Regions from separate parts of the Mus musculus genome. Here regions 2, 3, 4 and 5 are each linked to region 1. Evidence: chromatin contacts called from public Hi-C, HiChIP or PLAC-seq and promoter capture Hi-C data. All regions are on one chromosome and are shown on one strand. Each heading gives the region's core, a stretch centred on a gene start, on an enhancer-like site or on the middle of the called end of the contact. The rest is flanking DNA. Distances are from core to core; before and after follow the strand shown. Region 1 holds the start of Slco4a1 (solute carrier organic anion transporter family, member 4a1). Region 2 holds the start of Psma7 (proteasome subunit alpha 7). Region 3 holds the start of Mtg2 (mitochondrial ribosome associated GTPase 2). Region 4 holds the start of Osbpl2 (oxysterol binding protein-like 2). Region 5 holds the start of Bhlhe23 (basic helix-loop-helix family, member e23).

What was found. Promoter capture Hi-C pulls out the DNA fragments that hold promoters and counts their contacts. Hi-C and Micro-C count contacts between places; a contact is called where the count stands out from the background. HiChIP or PLAC-seq counts read pairs in DNA pulled down with a chosen protein or histone mark.
Region 2: a contact with region 1 is called in a promoter capture Hi-C map of pre-B cells, with 2.4 times the contacts expected there. The contact joins the promoter of Psma7 here to the promoter of Slco4a1 in region 1. A contact is called at or near these places in 2 of 39 promoter capture datasets (the C10 cell line and pre-B cells), 1 of 484 Hi-C or Micro-C datasets (embryonic stem cells) and 3 of 115 datasets of contacts at active chromatin or transcription factors (effector CD8 T cells, embryonic stem cells and pancreatic cancer cells).
Region 3: an HNF4G HiChIP or PLAC-seq map of pancreatic cancer cells shows a contact between it and region 1. The contact joins the promoter of Mtg2 here to the promoter of Slco4a1 in region 1. A contact is called at or near these places in 1 of 39 promoter capture datasets (stem cell-derived epiblast-like cells) and 1 of 115 datasets of contacts at active chromatin or transcription factors (pancreatic cancer cells).
Region 4: a contact with region 1 is called in a Hi-C map of CD8 T cells, with 6 times the contacts expected there. The contact joins the promoter of Osbpl2 here to the promoter of Slco4a1 in region 1. A contact is called at or near these places in 4 of 484 Hi-C or Micro-C datasets (CD4 T cells, CD8 T cells and embryonic stem cells), 1 of 115 datasets of contacts at active chromatin or transcription factors (pancreatic cancer cells) and 2 of 9 other capture datasets (adipose tissue and liver).
Region 5: a contact with region 1 is called in an H3K4me3 HiChIP or PLAC-seq map of embryonic stem cells, with 5 times the contacts expected there. The contact joins the promoter of Bhlhe23 here to the promoter of Slco4a1 in region 1. A contact is called at or near these places in 17 of 39 promoter capture datasets (the 3T3-L1 cell line, 3T3-L1-derived adipocytes, the HPC-7 cell line and 10 more), 18 of 484 Hi-C or Micro-C datasets (the G1E-ER4 cell line, cerebellar granule neurons, cerebral cortex and 7 more), 16 of 115 datasets of contacts at active chromatin or transcription factors (differentiating embryonic stem cells, embryonic basal ganglia, embryonic hindbrain and 8 more) and 1 of 9 other capture datasets (adipose tissue).

Annotation. Positions count from the first base shown.
Region 1 is chr2:180,454,878-180,457,768 of GRCm38.p6, reverse strand. Slco4a1 (solute carrier organic anion transporter family, member 4a1) reads right to left here and starts at 1,524. Exons shown (of 12, transcript NM_001355218.1): 1 at 1,396-1,524.
Region 2 is chr2:180,041,038-180,043,928 of GRCm38.p6, reverse strand. Psma7 (proteasome subunit alpha 7) reads left to right here and starts at 1,465. Exons shown (of 7, transcript NM_011969.2): 1 at 1,465-1,651. The coding sequence starts at 1,556. Ss18l1 (SS18, nBAF chromatin remodeling complex subunit like 1) reads right to left here and starts at 1,446. Exons shown (of 11, transcript NM_178750.5): 1 at 1,061-1,446. The coding sequence starts at 1,129.
Region 3 is chr2:180,069,113-180,072,003 of GRCm38.p6, reverse strand. It overlaps Mtg2 (mitochondrial ribosome associated GTPase 2), which reads right to left and starts at 1,411. Exons shown (of 10, transcript NM_181424.3): 1 at 1,389-1,411; 2 at 118-210. Ss18l1 (SS18, nBAF chromatin remodeling complex subunit like 1) reads right to left here. Exons shown (of 11, transcript NM_178750.5): 11 at 1,803-2,891.
Region 4 is chr2:180,117,896-180,120,786 of GRCm38.p6, reverse strand. Osbpl2 (oxysterol binding protein-like 2) reads right to left here and starts at 1,481. Exons shown (of 14, transcript NM_144500.4): 1 at 1,318-1,481.
Region 5 is chr2:180,775,433-180,778,323 of GRCm38.p6, reverse strand. It overlaps Bhlhe23 (basic helix-loop-helix family, member e23), which reads left to right and starts at 1,424. Exons shown (of 1, transcript NM_080641.5): 1 at 1,424-2,891. The coding sequence starts at 1,581. The coding sequence ends at 2,252.

The sequences.
Region 1 (2,891 bases), core at 275-2,774:
AGGTAGTACCTGTTGGTCTTTCCTAGTGGGCAGGCAAGGCAAGTCTTGCACCTCATCACAGCCAACAGGTAGGTACCTTTGGCCACCAGCATAGTCCTGTCCTGGTAACTGCTGGTTCTCTGACCTGGCTTTCCTCTCTTCTTGAAGAGAGAATGGCTGGCAAATGATACAAACCTCCGGTCTCCCCTGTGTCATTTCTAGGCAAGCCAAACATCCCGGTGCCCCAGGCTGCTCCTCTGTGCAAGGGGACTTTAAAATGCTGCCTGGGACTGCTCTTATCCAAAGCCCTCTCCAAGCCAGCAAATGCCAGGCTCAGCAAACAGCGCCTGCTGTCCCCATTACCACAGCTAAGATTTATAAATAATTCGGCTAAACACCAGGTGTTCTCTTCCCTGCCGTCCACCTGCCCCAAGCTGCTTTAACAACAGCTGACTAGACAGCTACCTTGGTTTACTAAACTACAAAACAAAACAAAACAAAACAAACAAACAAACAAAAAACACTGCCCTGAAGTTGGGATAGTTCCATCACAAATGGGCAGTTTCAACACCTTGGGACAGAAACACCCCAAGGCCATGTCTGGGGGAGGCCAGCAATCCTCATCACGCTAAACTCAAGCCACTGCGCCTGGGGCCCCAAGCTATAAGGTGCGACTATGTGTCTCTATCTCATTTTTCCTACAGATGCTCACCTCTCCTGTGAAGGAGGTACCCTGCCTTGAGTTCCCGGGTTTGGAGCTAAGCGTGCCAATCAGGCAGCAAAGCGACCCGAACTCTCGTTGGCGTACACACGCGTCCGGGGGCATCGGAGAGCTGCGTGAAGGTACCGGGCCTCAGGGACCCGGGCATCCGCGCTCCTCGTAGGGACAAAGCCCGCCACTAGTGAGCAACTTCCGTGCTCCACGTTTCCCTCGGTCTTAGCAACAACCACCACAGCCACTGGATCTGTCGCTGAACAGACCCGCAGAGGCTCGCACCTGCGTATACTAGCAAACCTTTAACCTGGGCCGACAGCTCTAGCGGTCCCCCCCCCCCCCTCACGCTTTCCTGCGCCCCAAGTCCACTCCCATCTTCCCTCTCGCTCTAGCGCAGCGGCTCTGCCTTCCCCCACCCCACTGCAGACTTGCAGCTTCCCTCATGTGCAGTGAGAAGGGGTGAATTCTGCATCCGGCTCCCTTGAGCCCACTCTGTCCCCGCATTGGTTCCCCGGGATGTGTCTTCAGACAACGCACCCGGGGCTCCGCCGCGCTTTAGTCCAGCCTCCGCAAACACCTGCCGCGCTCCTGACGTCAGCAGGTCGGAGTCTGGCATACCTAGGAGGCATCTAGTACGGAGCCAGACCCTGTCCCCATCCTGGTCCGAGACCTCAAAGCAGTCCAGATCCCAGAGCACTCACCTTCCCACGAACCCGGCTGCCGCGCTGCGCCCTGCGCTCTGGACTACGCGCGCAGCCCACTCCCGCTTCATTCATCGCCCAAGCCGCTCCCGCAGGGATGGGGGTAGTGGCCTCACCACCGCCACCAATGGCAGCGAGGCTCGGGCGGGCCGGGGCCAGAGGTGACAGTAGCGAGGGCGCGCCGGGGCGGGGCCGAGCGGAGGGGCGGAACTTGGGCGGGTCAGGGACAGCACAGAGAGCGGGACTTAGCTAGTGCTTTGCACGCGGTGATTTCTTTCTGTTGGGGGACACTCTGGAGGTTGCAGGCTAGGAAAATATGGCTCAAGTCTCACTGCGTCGTAGATGCCACCTGCTCAAGCGTGGAACCGAGGCGTTGGAGGGCGCGAGTAGCGATCCCCTCAGGCGTGGGGTACAGCTCCAGCCCGGCAAAGGGATCTCTCCACTCTCTGCTCAGGTCAACCAGTGAGTTCAGTGCAACGGGGCGCTGGGCCAAACCACACCCTCACCGGAGGAGCCCACAGGGTTCCAGTTCCGGGTACTCTTGACCTGAGATGGAGAGAGAATATACCAGTCACCTTCAAATTGAGGCGTTCTCTGCTGTGCGACCTTGAACATATTTCTGAACCCCTCTGGGCCAGTTTTCGCATCTGTAAAACTAAGATAATTAGCCATACGAGTGTGATGGCTACTGCTTGTAAGCCTGTGGGTATTCGGAAGGCTGGGGCAGAAGAAGGGTCCCACTTTCATAGTTCTAGGCCAGCCTGGGCTACAAAAGAAACCCAGTCTCAGAAAATCAAGCAAACAACCTTTTTTATTTTTTATTTTTCTTTTTTTTTTTAATTTTATGATTCCAACACATCACTGAAGGAAATGGAAAACAGTAGCTGGTCTGAATTTAGCCAAGTAACAGCCGACAGCCACTAGCCATTAACATCATACCACTGACAATCAACAGCCGATGGCAGAAACTCTCCATATATGTCTCCCTTTGGGGTGTATTACATTTAATTGAAAATACATGTGAGCCAGGTGTGGCGATGTTCACCGATAATCCTATACATACATGGGGCTGATGCAGGAGAATCTTTAGTGGGAGAGCCACACTGGGCTACCTAATAAAATCCTGTCTGGATTTAAAAATAAAAATAAAACAAAACAAAACCAAGAACAACAACCAAAGCAAAACAATAGAAACAAAATAACCTTCCCCAACTCTCCAAGGCATCCAGAGTTTATAATCTGGACAGGGGAAGTAAAGGCAGAAGGAATCAGAGTCTGTGATCAGCTTGGGCTACACAAAAGTAAAGTTAGTGTGGACCCTGCTGTCAGCTCATGAGGACATCACTAGTCACAGGGTGCCTGGGGACAGACCCTCCATGCAGCCTCGGGAGCTAAGGCAGGGCTCTTCCTTTATGTCTAGAGAAGAGACTGGCTGCTGAGCTTAGTTCTTCCAGCCTGACTTGTTATTTATCAGCATGTCTTCCCGGAGTGGGTGT
Region 2 (2,891 bases), core at 216-2,715, 410 kb after region 1:
TAGCTTTACCACGTAGCCTCTGTAGCCTCCTTCACTAAGTCACTTCTGCAAAAAGTTAAATGTGGCAAGATCTATAAAACCTGCATTTCTGCTTTCCTCCAATAATCTCCCCTGCTAACTAGGACTTGCCAACAGTGATAACCATTATGTTCCTAAGGAGGATAGCAAGGGTGATCTGGGAAACAGGCGACAAGCGAAGAAAATCCCCACAAGCCTCTGAGGGAGTAGAGAGGCCAATTTCCTTTGGGAACTAACTGGCTCAAAAGAATTCAAGAATTCTGTAAAAGGAACCAGAATTAGGAAAAGCCATCGCGTAAGAAAGATGCCTGGAACCGCGAAGGCAAACAGTAAGAAGCTAAAGTGTCCAAGCCAAAACTTAAAGCTTCCTTTTGTTAAAGACGTCCACACACCCACGCAAACGCCTTCTCTGAGAAACTGGCCCAAACTAAAGGATGAAACTGAGAGACTGCAGGACAAACCTGCGGTGTCTGAAGCCAGGGTGCAGAAGGCGAGGCTCGCGGATACCCAGTGGCCCGAGCGGGGGCGGGGCTGCGCTAGCCTCAAGTCCGCCGCGTGCAGCAAGCTCTGGACAGCGGTGCGGGCTCTGGAAATGGCACGCACACTTTGGATGCGTTCCTTTGTGCAGGGCACCGCAGTACCTCACAAGAGCGGCCAGCTCGCCGCAGCGGCGCGCCTCCAGGCTGCCTGCTCCCCCTTCTCCACTCGCCAAGCATCGCGCAAAGGCGCGCGACCGTCGCTACCACGGCTGTCAGCAGAGCGCGACAAGCCCCCGCCCCGGCTGGAGGGGCCGCGGGCCCTGGCGTCTCGCTCTGTTGCGTCTGCTGCCTGGGGCGCTCTGGGAGAAGAACGCGCAACGCGCTCCGGGGTCCCCACCCCCTGCGGCCGCCGGGCCCCCGCTGCCAGTGCCTCCAGCAAAGTTGGCGCAGGCTTTCCTGGGGGCGCGGGGAGCCGCCGTCAGGGCTCCGTGCGGCGGGCTGTGCCCCGGCTTTGTTCGTGCCCCGCGCCCACCCGCACTCTGTACCCCCTCGGCCATGCCCACCTTCTGGATGGTCTGCTGAGTGACCTCCCCTTTGCCTCTCGGCCGCGCCGACGCGAAGGCCACGGACATGGTGGTGGCGCGGACTCAGCCCGTGATCATTGGGGTTTATTCTCCGGCTGCGCCCCGCGGCCCGAGGTGCCCATTCTCCGCAGAGCGGGGGCGGGGACACGGGGGGCGCGGTGCCGTGGGCTCGCCCGCCTGCCTGTCGCCAATGCGCGCTCGAGTCCCCCGCGTCCCCACGCCTTACGCGACTGCCTCCCAGGTCAGGATACCGCGCGGAGGCCCCCTGCACCCGGCCTGCGCTCTTCGTCCAGCCGGTAGCCGGTACACCGCCCCCTGTGCTGAGCTTCGGTGGTTCCGCCCGCCCTGCCCCGCCCCGCCGTGCCGCACGTCCCCCTGACGCCAGACGCCAGCAGCGTGGCCCGGGAGGGCGGGGCGCTGACGGTGAGTGTGCGCTTTTGAGCGGCGGCGGCCCGAGCTAGTGCGTCCGCAGTGATGAGCTACGACCGCGCCATCACCGTCTTCTCGCCCGACGGCCACCTCTTCCAAGTGGAGTACGCGCAGGAGGCGGTCAAAAAGGGCTCCACCGCGGTGAGCCGGCCCGGGGCCTGAGCGACGGGGTGCAAAAGGAAGCGGGGCACGCAGACCTGGGCGCGGGGGCCGCGCTATCTGCTGGCGGCGGGTGGACCAGGAGGTGACGGGAGCTGAATGGTGACGACGTAGGAAGGGCACCAGGTCGCGGGGACCGCGCCGCGCTTCCCGGAGAGCCGGGCGATTTTTTCTGGCTTCCCCACTGCGGAGCATCTAGGCGAGCGCATCCCCGGGGCTGGGCCGGGGCCATCTTGGTGCTGTGCGCGCGGCGCGGACGGCGGAGGCCGCAGGTGCGCGCGGGCGGCGGGAGGCTGGCTGTAGCCGGCGCCGGCGGGGACTTGGGGATCTGCGAGCTAGGCCCAGGTGGGCGTTGTGAACAAAGGGCGATTCGTCGGCCCTGCGATGGTGACAGGCTGCTTCCGGGTCCGCATGCGCCACCGACGCCGTGTTCTGGTTCCGGTGGGCCCTTCTCACCGCGCCCCAGTTTTGTTCAGTCCTTAGCACTGTTTGGAAAAGGACTCCCCACACCTGTAAGCGCCAGCAGTGAGACAGTTTTAGTTTTGGTTTTTGTTTTTCCCGAGTCACCGGATCTTCCGGAACACACGTGGTTCCGAGTCTTGAAACGCTTACATTTCCCAGGTATTTTATCTCCTTGAAACTAAAACCCCAAAGCTTTTGGTGACCCAATCCACCCAAGAACTCTGGAATGACAGGGCTTGGAAGTGCAGGCCTGTATAATCCTGGCATTTAGAAGGTTGAGGCTCGAAAAATCTCACAAGTACAAAGCCAGCCTGGGCTTCTAAATCTAGAGACCCTAAAGACTTCTAAAACTATAAAGACTCTTTGTGGTTGTGTGTGTGCATTATTAATTTATTATTTTAAAAGTTATTTTTATGTGCGTTTGGCCGTTTGTCTATATGTATATATCTGTGTGAGAGTGTCAGATTCCCTGGAACTAGAGTTGCCATATGGGTGCTGGGAATTGAACCTGGGGTCCTGTGGAAGAGCAGCCGCTGAGCCATCACTCCAAACCCAAGAGATACAGCTAGTGAGAAACCGTCTAACAAAAGAAAAACCTGTGAGGCCAGTGAGGTGGCTCCCTGCACTGCACCTGGTGACATGCCTGGAATCCCAGTCTGGGAGGCAGAGGCAGGAGGATACACTGGGCTTGCTGATCAGTAAGTGTAGCAGAATCTGTGAGCTTCAGGTTCAGTGTGAGACCCTATCTCAAAAAACAAGT
Region 3 (2,891 bases), core at 162-2,661, 390 kb after region 1:
AGAAAGCACTGTGGAAGAGGGGTGTAGCTCAGTTGGTAGAATGCCTACCGACCTAGCATGCACAAAGCCCTGGGGTTGACCCCTGGAATCACATAATCCAGGCATGCCACCACTTACTCAGGAGGTGGAGGTAGGAAGGTCAGAAGTTCAAGGTCATCTTCTACTACTTAGCAAGTTCAAGGCCAGCCAGGGAGCCAGACACATGCAAACCTGTCTTAAAAAAAGAGAAAGGGGGAAAAAAAAAAGCATTCTTGAGGAATGTTTTCATTTCTTCAGTGTTATTCTTTTATAGGCTAAGCACAATTGGTTAACAGTATTCACAGTTAACTAACTTAATTCTAAGCATTCCATTTTCACTTTGCTACCGGATATTAAATCCCACGCGGGCATTACTGTTTCTGCTACATACTTTTACACTTCATTACATATGTTTGTGATCTACTTCGTTCTTCATGTGGAAAACATTTAGAAACTGGAGTATCATTTTGTCACCTGACAACTCACATTACATGGTTTTTACTTAATTATATGCCATTCACGGGGGTGGGGGTAAGTGTTCCTGCTGTGTGCGGTGGCAGATGCACTCCGGAAGCCAGACAGGCATCTGGGTGCCAGGCCAGCAAGGGAGAGCCTGTCTCAAAAACAAAATAAAGCACGCGTTCAACAACGCTGCTGTCTGGGTGCCTGCCCTATGGGGCCTTGTGGGACAGACTGACTGGAGGGACAGCTGCCACCTCCCACCCAATCCCCGACCCAGCACTCAAGGTCCCAGACTGGTTCACATGCAGGCAGGGAAACCTCCCGACAGCTCCGAAACTGTTCCATGCTGGTCCTTTAGATTTCTGAGTAGGAACAAGGCCATTTGCTCGCACCCCAGGCGCATCTCTACCGATCCTTAGTGTGCAGAATGCTTCTTTACCTCATCTTTAAAAGAATGCCTCTACAAAGCCGCGGAGGCGGGGACTCAGGAAGACTCAACTGCCCATAGTTAGGCGACACACTGCGGCGCCTGCATCTTAACAGGTGAGCCTCTACCCTAGTAGCGCATCCATAAAGGCTTTCCAAAAGAGCTGGGCAAGGGGACGTTTCTGCCATTGTTTTCTGTTCATGGTCTCACTATGTGGCCTAGGCGGGCCTCGAACTCCTAGAAATCCACCTGTCTCATCTGGGAAGCTGCGCTTACAAGCGTGCGCCATCACGCTCAAGCTAAGGCGAGAGCGAGTCTTTCAGAAACCAACTTTACGGCGATCAGGCCGGACGGGCTCTCCTCATTAGAGCCACCGCACACAGAGAGAGATCCCGCCCAGTCATCCCGCCCGCCGCCTGCCGCCGGAGAACGCACACCCGTGCAATGCCGCCCGCACCCACCCGCTCCCGACAGCTCCCACCTCCGCTCGCTCGACTGGTTCCGGGTCGGGCTCTGGCCGCGCACGCGCAGTGCAGCAGCAAACCGGAAGGCGAGGCACCGCCCCCCGAATCCCGTGGTCTCTGTGGCTCCAAAGCCAAAGTCTGGGCACCAAGGAAGCTGAGCAGAAGGATCGCCGTGAATTCCTGCCCAGCCTGAGACACACAGTGATCCTGTCTCACAAAACCAGGAAAAAGCCAGGTGCCGGGTCGCACGCTTTTAATTCCAGTCTCGGGAAAAAGAGGCCGGGAATGTCTGAGAGTCACATAGGTTTGTACAGTGCGCCTCCGTCTAACCAACCAACCAAACAAGGGTGAAAATGATAGGGTGTTTAAAAACTGTACTTCGTTCACAAATAACAAGACAGACGTAACATGCTCAATAAACAGAAATGAGGTAATGGCTAAAAAAGTGTTTTAATGGAAATGGAAAGTCTTCCTCTTTTTACAAGTTTGAACGGACACTCAGTCACTGAAGCCCACGTCTGAGAACAGGTACAACAGGAAAGGAAAACACCTCCTTTCTGGGCCAGGCCTGTGTCTGCCCAGTGCCTCTGCGGACATCTCCCATCTCCCACTGTGCTATATGCTAAGTCTGCAGAGATGTCCATCCACCCATAGCCCCTGACAAGCGCAGCGCGTAGTGGTCAGCACATCTGAAAACCCCAGTCCTCAGTGGTCAAGTTCACCAAGTATTGAACGGATGCTGGGAAACAGGAGGAAGAATGAGCAGCGATTTCCAAATCTCCCTTTGCATCTTTTCTGGCCTTCAGTAGGAGGAACCATTGAAAACAAAACACAGTCAACCACACCTGCACGAAGGGTTCATTTCAGCCTAGGACTTTTCAAACATTCATGTTACAGAAGAAAAGCTATAATACAGGCAATGAAAAAGACTGGCATCACTTTCCCCCACAAAATTACATAAAAATCAATAAAACATTAAATAAACAATATTAATCATTAAATATATTAACACCAAAATCAGGTATAAATTAGGAAATAAATGTACAAACTATTTCACAAAGTGCTTTTAAAAATATATACACAACATTCAAGAAATTCTTAATGTAAGACATTTCAAATTGAACTTTTGGGGTGATACATATTTTAAGTGTTCTTTTCTTTCAAAAAGTATTAACACACACTAACACAGCACTTTACATATACACACACACATACACACTAATACAGCACTTTAACATACACACATATATATACACACATACACACACATACATACACACACACACACACACACACACGTACACACTTGCACATGTATGCATACATAAAAGGCATATTCCCAGATTGGCAAGGAATAAAAACCATTTCACAGTTACTTAAAATGTTTCGACATTTTCAATGGGATATTTAGCCCCCAAGTGAGCTTGTAGGCTAGTTTTATAAAAATTGCCAGAAAGGGAAGGAGCTAAAGAGATGATGAGTCCCTAAAATCAAGTTGCTAATACTTCTGCCATGTAGCG
Region 4 (2,891 bases), core at 232-2,731, 340 kb after region 1:
CCACAGAAGAGAGCAGAGGAACTACTAGGGGATTGGAGGAAATGATGTAATTATATTACAATATCAAAAAGTAAAGCTGGGGATAAAGAGGCTGCTTTCTTATCTCAACGGGCATAAGGCCATGCTCATCCTTACCAACAACAAAAAAAAAAAAAAAAAAAAAAAGAGAGAGAGAAAAAGGAAGTCTGGGTTTCGGTACCTTTGTTACTTAATTTGCTACTAGGTGCTCTGAAGTAAGCTACTTGAGCTCTCTTTTCCTTGGGAATAAAGGTAATGTTAGTGACTGCTGTAAGACTCATGCTTCTAATGATCTAGAGCAAATAATTGCTCAAAATTAGCGTCCCCTGAGATAAGAGTTGTTATTACCAGACAGTACCTGGGGCAAACAGGAAGGTAGATTCTATGGAGGACATGCAGCCACCCATTTCCTCATTGTCACCCTTTAGTTGGCACCATCAGAGGCAATGGGAGGCGACGGACAATGTGTCCACTCAAATGTTCCTGTTTCCTTACTCACATCAGTGAACTAACACTTTGGAGCACCTGTTGCTTGTCAGAGCCCACTGCAGACGACTGACCCATATGTATCTCTTACTGGTACACCAGATGTCACATGCCACAAGCAAGAAGTGAAGGTGGGAGAGATGACAGGTGACAGTTAGCAGGGTCCAGGCTCTCTGCAGAAAGGGTCAGCAGTTCCCCATCCCTGAGGCTCCCACTCAGGAGCTGTCCCATCAACATCTCTGACAATATGGAGCCTAGCCTACACGAAGGCCTCCTCCGAGTGTGTGCAGAGCCCCACAGAACCACTGATCCAGATGTGCAAAGGCCGACCCACAAGAACATAACTCAAAAGCTTGTCCAACTCTCAAGACTGAGGCGCCCCACTCGGCCGCAGCGTCTCGGAGGAGCAAGGGGGACAGAGCGCCGCCGCCGGTGCCTCCGCCTCCACGCGGGGCCCACCAACCGCACTCAGCGCGGACAGCCCTGGCTGCCTCGCTGGTGCAGGTCTGAAGGCGCGCTCCGACTCTGCTGTGGAGACATAGGCCCTCGGACCTGAGGCCACGCGGGCACCAAGTTCCCCGCGCGCCCCGAGGGGATGCGCGGCTCGCCCAGCAAAGGGAGAACGCCGGAGTCCCTCGCGTGCGACCGCGGACCTCGCTGGAGCCCCACGGGGCCCCGTCCCTCCCGCGGTCGTCCACACTCCCGGCGGCCTAGCGCCGCGACTCTCCAGCCCGAGCCCAGCCGCGGCCTAGGTGGCAAATGGGCCTCCCCGAGACCCGTCCCCGCGCGCCCGCCCCGCTGCAGCCCACTCACCCGAACGCGGTCCCCGCGGAGTCGCCGACCCCACGGCCGCCCCGCCCCCGACCGCAGCCGGCAACCCTCTGACACCCAAGCGGAAGTGCGGCCCGCGCCTCTCCGACCTACAGCCCGCCGTGCTGCTCGCCGCTCGCCGCGCCCCGCGCCGTCCGTCAGCCGCCGCCTGGCCAATCAACGCTCGGCCCGCAGGCCGCGCCGGGGGCGGAACCATGCCGATCACGTTCTCCGGACAGCTTCTCCCTCGGCCCTATCATAATCCGGCTCACACGGGGGAGTGGCGGCGCGCCCAGCCAATCACCCCTTGGAGAAGGTGGGTTTATGCAGATACTGGAGCTAGAAGGAAGGGGAGGCAGGAGGAAGGGGAGTGACCTTGGGAGAGGCTAGTTTACAAACAGTGAGTCAGGTGGCTGGGCGTGAACGATCCCAGGCTGGCGCTGGGCTAGACCCACCCTTTGGCTCCCGACCCCGCAGACGCTTCTCACGGTTGCTGGGGTATGAACAAATGGCAAATGTGGCCGCCGGCCTTTGCGCGCCAATCGTGACTTAACATACCCTGGGGCCAGTTTACCCCTCCAGTGGCCTCCCTGGCCGGTTCATCCTGTTTAACACCCTTAGGCGCCCTGTGGTCTGCAGTGGCTCCTGGTTAAACTCAGAATCTCTGGGGACACGCCTGCAGCCTGTTTGGCCTCAGAAAAGCTATCTGACCTCTCTGAACACTCAGTTTTCTCTGTAGCCAGGGTTCCCCAGCCTCCTCATCACATTGGAATGTGGGGTCTGGTTTGAGAAAGGTGAAGTGACATGAATCAAGATGGCTACTGACTTGCATAGGACTTTGCAGGGCACAGGAATTGCAAAGGTATGGGACTTGTGGTCCGATCCTAGCCAGGAGGTTCAGCTCAGTGTCAAACCTGAGGGAAGCAAGTTAGATGTCTCTTGTCTTTCACAAACCTACCCAGAAGCAAGTGAGGTGAGGGCCGCTATAGGTCGTTTGAAAGCAGGAAACCAAGGAGGAACCAAGTCCCCCAGGTCATCCAGGGCCAGCTGCACCTGACATCAGTCCAAGGCTTTCCAGTTACTTGAGTAATTACTTGGGTTTTTTGCTAAGCCAGTCTGAGGCTTTAGCAAAGGGGTTCTAAATGCCCCCCATGAACCTTCTTCAGCACATAATGAAGGATTCTTCTCCAAGGCCACACTTCTTCCTCCAGTAAGGTGGTGCTCACACTCACACACAGGTCCGTGTCGTGTCCCGTCCCCCCCCCCCCCCGCCTCTGTGGCCCACTCTGCAGATACTCAAGTCCTCTGCAAACACGGAGTGGCCCAGCAGACCCTGTCTGCCTCTCTAGCTCCCACCCCAGGGACAGCCTGGCTTTCTGGTGGCCCCTTCTCACTGGCGCAGGAGAGACGTGCTGGGACTGGAAAAGAGCCCCCTGCACGCTCAGCTCCTAAAGAGAGAGACAGAGGGAGGCGGGCCAGGCTTCCGAAACAAAGGCGTTGCCATGGTTACCTCTGAAGAAAGCAACTCCAGCCCGCTGAGGGCTGATGGAAGGGTGCGGCAGCTGGCCCCCCAGCCA
Region 5 (2,891 bases), core at 175-2,674, 320 kb before region 1:
TTTGGGCCAGGATGTCCTTCTAGGTGATACCTGCCCTCCACAGTGTAGCTGGCCACATGGTGAACTAGTTCTGGCAGTCAAGAAGATGTTGTCTGGTTTCTTTCTTTTCCAGGCCCAGAGCAAAGTCTGATGTTCCTTAAGCACATATGTGTTTGTATCTGTGTTCTTGCATACTGGTGATGACATAGAGTTCCTGGAACCTTCCAGAAAACACATGGCTCTCACCGACACTCACTTCACAAGTGTGCCTCTAGCATCTATGCGCTCTTAGAGAGTGCCCAACAACTGAATAATTTCTTTTTCTGGTGAAACTCAGAACAGAGTTGGAAGCCAGGGAGACCCCATCTCTTACCATATTGAAGAGAATCGACCTCTTGCTGAAACCACAGAGCCCTAACAAGTTCATACCTTGGAGGACTTCTCAAAAAGCACCAAGCCCCTCAGCAGCCTTCATGTTTGGGGCTTTAGTTGACAAATATGAAGGGCCAGCCTGCAGCCTGCAGCTCCTCATGTTCTTTAGGTAGAAAGGGAGCCTTCAGCACTAGGTGGTACCAGAAACTCAACCTGCTCTGCCTTTCCTAACCTCAGAGAGTTTGAGTCTCCAATAAGGCAGAGACTTTGGCTTCGTGGCTCCCATACTAGGAAAGATGAGCCAGCCCCTAGCACAGCCCCTGCTCCTGAGTGTGTAACAACATAGGAACCAGACACTCAGGACCAGCCGGAGCACAGGAAGCACCAGGCTCTAGATTATCTGTTGTGTGGGGAGGGGTCTGGGCTGAGACTGAAGCCTGGGCAGGTGAAGTCAACCCCAGTTCCTCACTTACAAGAAGGAACCTGGACACTTCTACAGCGACCTCTGCTCAGCCCTCACTCCCCAGCCAAAACAGAAAATCCATCATACTCTTCCCCCCAGGACAAGACTGGGAATCCTTCACCTCAGAAGTCGAGGGAAACGTCTGTCTGTCCTAAGCAAAAGGTTTCATCCCAAACGCGGGAGCCACACTGGAATACACCTGTCAGGAGAACTTTGTGTTGAGGCGACAGACAGAAGGGACCGACGACCTGCCGCCTACAGGAAGATGATTTGATTTGGTTCAACTCGCAAGGATACGGAGACCTGGAGGAGAACCCAGCTGGGAGCTCCCGCTCAGCGCGCAGCTCCTGCGGATGGGGTCTCAGAACAAGGCAAGACTGGAGCTTTGGGAAAGTGACCCCGTAGGAAACAAGAAATGGCAGTTGAGGGGCCAAGAAGCAGGCAAAGCGCCCTCAGGTTCCGCGGCTCCCATCTTCAGGCCCGTGGGTCCGCATAGAGGGTGGAGCGGGGCTGGGAAGATGCCGGCAGCAGGTCCCCTCTGATTGGACGGCGTGAAGTCCCATCGGGAGCCTCAGCAGCTTAAAAACGAAGCCAATACGAGTGGGAGGTAGAGCGGCCCCGGCCGGCCACGCGCCTTGGTGAGAAGGCGCAGGAAGGGTGGCCGGCCGGAGAGGCCACGCGCAGGCCCGGGGACTGACAGACAGCTGGACAGGTGGACGCGCCCGCAGGGCAAGAAGCCATACTGCCGTAGCGGGCTCCAGAGGTCATGGCCGAGCTCAAGTCGCTGTCGGGGGACTCGTACCTGGCGCTGAGCCACAGCTACACGGCGACCGGCCACGCCTACGCTGCAGCGCGCGGACCGGAGACCACACGCGGCTTCGGTGCATCGGGTCCGGGTGGCGACCTCCCGGCGGCTCCCGCTTCTCGTGTCCCCGCCGCGACGGTGGAGAGCAGCGGCGAGCAGAGCGGCGACGAGGACGAAGCCTTCGAGAGGCGGCGGCGGCGGCGAGGGTCCGGGGTTGCGGTTGACGCACGGCGGCGGCCCCGGGAGCAGCGCTCGCTGAGGCTCAGCATCAACGCGCGCGAACGGCGACGCATGCATGACCTGAACGACGCGCTGGACGGACTGCGCGCAGTCATCCCCTACGCGCACAGCCCGTCGGTGCGCAAGCTCTCCAAGATAGCCACACTTCTGCTGGCCAAAAACTACATCCTCATGCAGGCGCAGGCCCTGGAGGAGATGCGGCGCTTGGTAGCATACCTCAACCAAGGCCAGGGCCTCGCGGCGCCGGTGGCCGCCGCGCCTCTAACGCCCTTTGGCCAGGCAGCGATTTACCCGTTCTCGGCGGGCACCGCGCTCGGGCCCTGCCCAGACAAGTGTGCCACCTTCTCAGGATCGCCCTCGGCGCTTTGCAAACACTGCGGCGAGAAGCCCTGAGGGCTCCGATCCCCTCTGCAGCCGCCTTTCTATTTAGACTGTTCCCTGTCCTCGCTGGCGGGACTCTATGAGAAAGCCCAGTACTCCGCTTACAGAACTGTTGGGTGCAGAATGAGAAGTCCGTCTGAGAAAGCCAGAGAGTTGGCGCTGGACTCTAGACCCTGCCGCATCCACTGAACTATCTCAGCTAAAAGGCTACGGGAGTGAGCAGTTAGTGAATGGTCCCACATCTGACAGGTGACTGCCCAAGGCTCAGGAGCGCAGGCACAGAGCATCGCGCTTGACCACATCCTAGCGTTGGATGGGGAACCCAGCCCCTTCTAAGCCAACTTGCAGGGCCTTGCTTGCTTCAACTAGACCTGTTCCTCAGGACGGGTGCGGCCCCTCACCTCGGGCCTCTGTTGGCTCCAAGACTCCAGACCCGGCCTAAAAGCAAAATTACGCCGAGGTCCTTTGGAGAGGTCGTGGAGGCAGACGCAGGAAGATCCCAGGAGGTGAGCTTTACAACGTTTTCCAAGTCTGAGCTTGTTCTGTTAACATTCTTGCCTGCCCAGAGGCTCAGGAAATTCAAGCCAGCCTCAAAAGTCTGTGGAAACATCTCTAAATAAGCCTGGAGCGCCACCGCCGGCCTCCTGTGGG